Regions from separate parts of the Rattus norvegicus genome. Here region 2 is linked to region 1. Evidence: chromatin contacts called from public Hi-C data. All regions are on one chromosome and are shown on one strand. The core of a region is the stretch at or near the end of the contact, and the rest is flanking DNA. Distances in the headings are between cores, read along the strand shown.

Evidence for each region. A called contact is a pair of places that touch in the nucleus more often than the background predicts.
Region 2: a contact with region 1 is called in a Hi-C map of the A7r5 cell line, with 3 times the contacts expected there. The contact joins the promoter of Riox2 here to the promoter of Crybg3 in region 1. A contact is called at or near these places in 10 of 12 Hi-C or Micro-C datasets (the A7r5 cell line, the Rat2 cell line, Schwann cells and 7 more).

What each region holds. Positions count from the first base shown.
Region 1 is chr11:54,217,062-54,219,761 of GRCr8, reverse strand. Crybg3 (crystallin beta-gamma domain containing 3) reads right to left here and starts at 1,363. Exons shown (of 22, transcript XM_213639.11): 1 at 1,030-1,363. The coding sequence starts at 1,178.
Region 2 is chr11:54,352,179-54,355,029 of GRCr8, reverse strand. It overlaps Riox2 (ribosomal oxygenase 2), which reads left to right and starts at 1,278. Exons shown (of 10, transcript NM_153309.2): 1 at 1,278-1,295. It also overlaps the pseudogene Nlrp4a-ps1.

The DNA.
Region 1 (2,700 bases), core at 114-2,613:
CTACCGGGGAAACTTCGAGCCTTAAAAGCATCAACAACCAGGCCAATAGTATCTGAAATTCCAAGTAGGATAGCCAGTCAATTATAATCGGCCATTTCTTGGAAAGATGCATTATGCTAACAGGTGCTTACAGTAGAACATGTTCCACAATTAGGAAAACCGAGGAGCACGAAGGGCTAACAACAAATCACAAACCCTAAATAGTAATGGAACTAGAAGCGCCAGTGATTTCAGATCCATTTTTCTTTGAAGTCCATCAGCAAGTCTTTAGTCTGAGGTAAATATAGCTCTCTAGAGGGCAACCTTCCAAGGACATGGGTTACAGGTTCTTCTGGTGCAAGTGAAGTTGGCCTCACTTCTCAAAAAGAGAGGAGAGGTAGAAGGAGAGAGAGAGAGAGAGAGAGAGAGAGAGAGAGAGAGAGAGAGAGGGGGGGGGGGGAGGGAGGGAGGGAGAGAGAGGGAGGGAGGGAGGGGAGAGTTACCTCCTTTTGGAGATGAGGAAATTAAAAAAAAAAAAAACCGGACATTTTAATGAGACGAATTTTTAAAAATGTCAGTCTTTAAAGCAGCAGTAGAGGAAAAGAGGTTATGGAAAGAGTGCGCATAATAATCATTAAACTAAGCCAGCTCTCAGCTCCAGCCCCGGCTCCCCCAAATCGGAGCGCCTCAGTCAGATGTCCCAAGTGGGAGAGAGAGGAAGGAGGAAGGGCGGCAACATTTAAACTGTAAACAAATCTGGCGAAGACTCCAGATTCTGGAAGTAGTCTCGGAAAGCTCTTATCGCAACTCTTTTAGGAGTCACTTCGAGAAAACCTTAAGATGACAAAGCACGAAGCGGAGGGGCGCGAGGTTCCCTCGGCCGCTGCACAGCCTCCCACGAGTGGAGGGGACAGAGCCGGGAGCCCCGATGGCGGCGGGAAAGGAACCGGCCGGGAGCAAGAACTTCCCCAGATCTAAGCCACCCAGGGCGGGACGGGAGGAAACCCGAGCGAAGGAGGAAGGAGCGCACAGCGCCCCCGCGGCTCCCACCTGGCTGCACTCCGGTTCGCTCCCGCCGGCTGGCCGGTCCCCGGCTTCTCCTCCTCTTCCTCTTCCTTGTCCCGGGAAGGGTTCCGCGGAGCGAAGAACCGAGAGAAGCTGTGCCAGGGGGCGCTGCCCCTCCTGCGGCCGCCGGACATCTCCCCGCGCGCCGCCGGGCCGTCCGCGGGCCCCGACGAGCCGCTGGCCGGAGCGCGGGTGGCCGCAGCCCTGGCTCGCTGAGCACAGCGGGAGTCAGCGCGGGCGGCCGGCGGGGCTCTTCCAGCCTGGCCGGCACGAGCGCTCCCGTGCGGCTCCTCCTCCTGCCCGCGCCCGGAGCTGCCCGCCCCCGGGAGGAGCCAGCAGCCGCGACCGCCCCGTCGGCCGTAGCTCGCAGGTCCCGGAGAAGCAGCCTGGGGATGCTAGGCTCCGGCTTCCCGCTCAAACCACCACGGCCAGCAGCCCACTTGGCTTGGCCCACACAAACTGTAAATGCCTTGCTTCCCTTCCCTAGTTAGGATCGTTTTAAAACTGGGTAATCAAGTCTGGGGAAACACCTGGCAAGATGCAGCACCAGCTTGCCTGCCCTGCAGCCCTGCAAGCAAAACACAGCCTTTCTAAGGACAGTTTCAGCCGGCAGGGGAGAGCCCATCTGTCCAGCTGTCAGCACCTTGTTTCTGCTTCAGCTGGCTCAGATGTGGAGTAACTAACTCACCCAGGTGTGCTTCAGCTCTCACCCTTCACCTATGGGCCACTCCCAGAATCCTTTTTCAAGAAATGACCCTGATCAAAAACAAATGAGTCAAGTATGACTCAAACCAGAAAACGCTGAAACAAATAGTTTTGTTGTTGCGTAGATGTTACTGTATTCTGTAAGGCCAGAGGTTCTTAACATTATAATAAAATGACTTTGTAAACAGAGTAGCAGCTAGTTCAGAAAGCACAGTGCCACATTCACCCCAGGTGTATTGTCATATTTTGTCTGAAGTCAAATTCCAGAGATACAAAATTCAAGAAAGCAGTGGGGCATTTAATCACTAAAAGTTAGGTGGGCAAATAACATGAAAATAAGGTGATATCCCTCTGTGGTTGGCCTGAAAAGTGAGGAGCTTGCAGTCTGTCAGCCCCAAGTAATCATAGTCGGTTAAGGAGCCTTCCCGCTGCCCCACAGCTACCCCTTTGAACCATTTTCATCCTTCAACTGGATCTGAAACTCACGGTAACAGAATAAGAAAAAATTAGGATAAGATAAAATTAGACAGCATTAAAAAGTTGGCCAAGCTCACATTATCTTGAAAGAGAATAAGTATTAAAGATCTACTAATCAGAAAGCCCAGAAGGATTCAAAACCAAAAACCTGAAGCAAATTCTTTCCTGCAACTTCAAGGCCTAGAGAATAATGTGTCTCCCCAAAACAAGGTTAGCTGACTACCAGCTGCCTCACCCATTTGCCCTGTGAGGAAAGCGACCCTACACCTCAACGTTGGCACAGAGGGTGCAGGCAGGAGTCTGTCTGGGGGTAAAAGTGTCTGGCAGCCAATAAGATTATGAAGCAATTCTGATTTTCAATAATACTATTTCTCTCTATTAGGTGATAGTCCAGATATTAGTATTTCTTTATAATTAGTCTCCTAGGTACATGCAGAAGTATTAGGCTCAAAACATGGAAAATTCTTCGTATTG
Region 2 (2,851 bases), core at 29-2,528, 140 kb before region 1:
TGACAGTTGTATTCTTGAAAGCTAATTGTCGAACTCTTCATCAGATTCCTAAAATTAAAAAGTTAACATAGTCAGACAACAGAAACAAAACAATATCAGAAATCCACCTGATCCCTAAATGTGATGCCCTTATCAAACCCCTGCCTCTCATCGTTTAATAATCTAGGAGAAAAAGGAAGCAGATTTAAGAGCCAGAGATGGATGACTCCAAAGGAATAGCATCTTCCAAATATTACAGGGTTGATGTCCATATGAACTAAGAGAGACTGACGACAGCCTATGAAGGCCTGCATAAGTGAAAAATCCCACTCTCAACTGAAACTATTTGCAACTAATATTTTCTTTGGAAAATTAGCCCATGTTGCTGGGTGGCTGTGGTAGAGCCAGGCTGTGTGTAGACTTGGAGGGGCGTGGAGCATGTGCGGCAGACTGCGGCAGGGTGCGGTATCTGTCGCCCAGCTCCTGACTTGGACTGTAGCTCGCCTTTTTTAGTCTCTACGTGAGGAAATCAGTTTTCTCCAGAGGATATGTTAACTACACTCTAAGGAAGGCCCCATGCTCAGTACTAGCTGGCTAGCACTAAAATTAATTCCATGTTTTTTTTTTTTGTGTGTGTGTGTGTACTTTTTTTGTTTTGATATTTTTGACATTTTGGTTTTATTTTCATTTTGATTTTTTTATTTAATCAGAAAGAGAAAGAACATGATATTGGATGGGTTTGGAGGTGGGGAAAATCTGGAATGGAATTGGGGAAGGGGAAAGAATACAAACAAAATAAATTTTGTATGAAAGAAGACATTAAAATAAAGAAAAGTTTAAAAAGGACTGGAATGAAAATATATGAAATCTAAATAAGATAGTTGGTACCAAAAATGTTAAATTAGTAACAATCGTATAAATATTAAAGCTATATACAATGACAAACAATTTGAATCTTTTGTGAACCAACCGAGCACACTCTCTCAAGAAGCATGTTCTTGTAACCGTCCAAATTTATAAATTTCCCTCTACTTCAGATTTGGAGGTATCAACCATAAAAAGCACATTCACATTCTATGGTTTTTAGGTTCATTAGCAGGCCTGTGCAGGGGAAGGTAGGTAGTTGTAGGCAGGAGCAGGGCTGCGGTGCGGGGGCGGGGCCAGAAGCTCGGGGGCGGAGCCACATCTCGGGGCGGGGACACGTCTGGGAGGTGGGGCCTCGTCTCGGGAGCACGCCCTTGACGTGCCCACGCCGTTCCGCCCCTCCACGCTGTAGCCCAGTCAACTTGCAGACGACACGCAACAGGCCGTACCTGGTGAGTGTGGTGGTTCTGACTACCGTGCGGTACAGCGTGTGCGCCTCGGGTCCGGCTGAGAAGTGCAGCTCCGGAGGGCTCAGGCCTGGCTGGTGAGCTGGGTGGCTGAGGGCTGCGGACCCGGCCACGTGCACCGCGGTCCGGGTGGCCGGAGGCACAAGCGAGCTTGGCCGGCTTGCCAGAGCGAGGTTGCGCGCGCAGACGGGGAGGGGCGGGGAGCACGTGCGGCGGACTGAGGCGGGGCACGGGGACTGTGGCCCTGCTCCCGACTCGGAACGGAGCTTGCTTTTTCATCTCCACTTGAGGAAAACTGCCTGCCTGACTCCAGGGTGTCCAACAGGTTACTAAGAACAGGTTTCAGGAAGTCCACCAGCATTCATCATCTGAACTTCCGGCGCCGCGAATTGGGCTTTACCAGCTCCTTTTTGTACCTTGATGCCTCTAACTTTTGGGCTGCATCTTTTGTGACCTCACGGCCCCCCAAATACACGTGATTCGTATTCCGTTTGTATAAAGCTCCAAAACATAACTGCCATTCAGTGAGACATCTCTGAATTAATGAAAACCCTACTATGTGCAGGTTAGCCTGGTGATCTTGTTACAAGCAATATATAATTAAAAAATAATTTATCGTTTTATTCCCTGTGTGGATGCACACGTGCTATGGTGTACCGGTGGAGGTTGGTGGACACTTTGAGGGAATCCTTTCCTTCCGCTATGTGGGTCTCAGAGATTAAACAAGGTGGTCAGGGTTGGTCCGCAGGTGTCTTTACTGACTTAGCCATCTCTCAGGCCCATGATGTATAACTATTGTCAGGCGTGATTAATTGAGCCAAGTCCAATCTAGTGTTCTCTAGGTTAGTGGGCCTAAAATTCGTTAATTAAGGACTTGTGTGAATGTAGATTTCTGCCTCCAGCATCTGAAGTAGTAATCTACTAGGCTTTATGTGCATCTAGAAATTTGCATGTTACAAGCTTTGCTGGTAAAATACTAACAGAGAGAGACTTCCCTCCCAGCCGCTAGTGTTGATATCTATGGTTACTTGTACAGAGTAATAGTCCTGAATTGTGCACGCCGCCTCCTCCTCCGCCGCCTCCTCCTCCTCCTCCCCCTCCTCCTCCTCCTCCTCCTCCTCCTCTTTCCCAAGTGGTGTTTTATTTTGTTGTTTTGTTTATTTTTCTTGGGTGTGTTTTTGTTTTGTTTTGTTTGTTTGTTTTGGGGGGTGAATAAGGCTTGAGAATTTGCTAAGAAGAAAAAGTGAAGAAAAAAATCTTATGACTTGACTGTCTTGTGCCATACTTGGTTAGATTTTAGTAAGGTAGAGGTAGCTATCCCTTAAGAAGCTCTTTGTGACTTTTTGACATCAAATTTTACCATGGGGAAATTAGGACGGCCTAAAATGTAAATTCTTCAAGTTTGTCGACTATACTAAGAATGCCAACATTTATTTTTGTGTTGAATTTATCAGTGATAGAGCAGTTACCAGTTTATAAGCCGAGACTCTTTTGGAATTCTTTAAGTGCTTTTAAATCAACTTACTGAAAAACAATTGCTT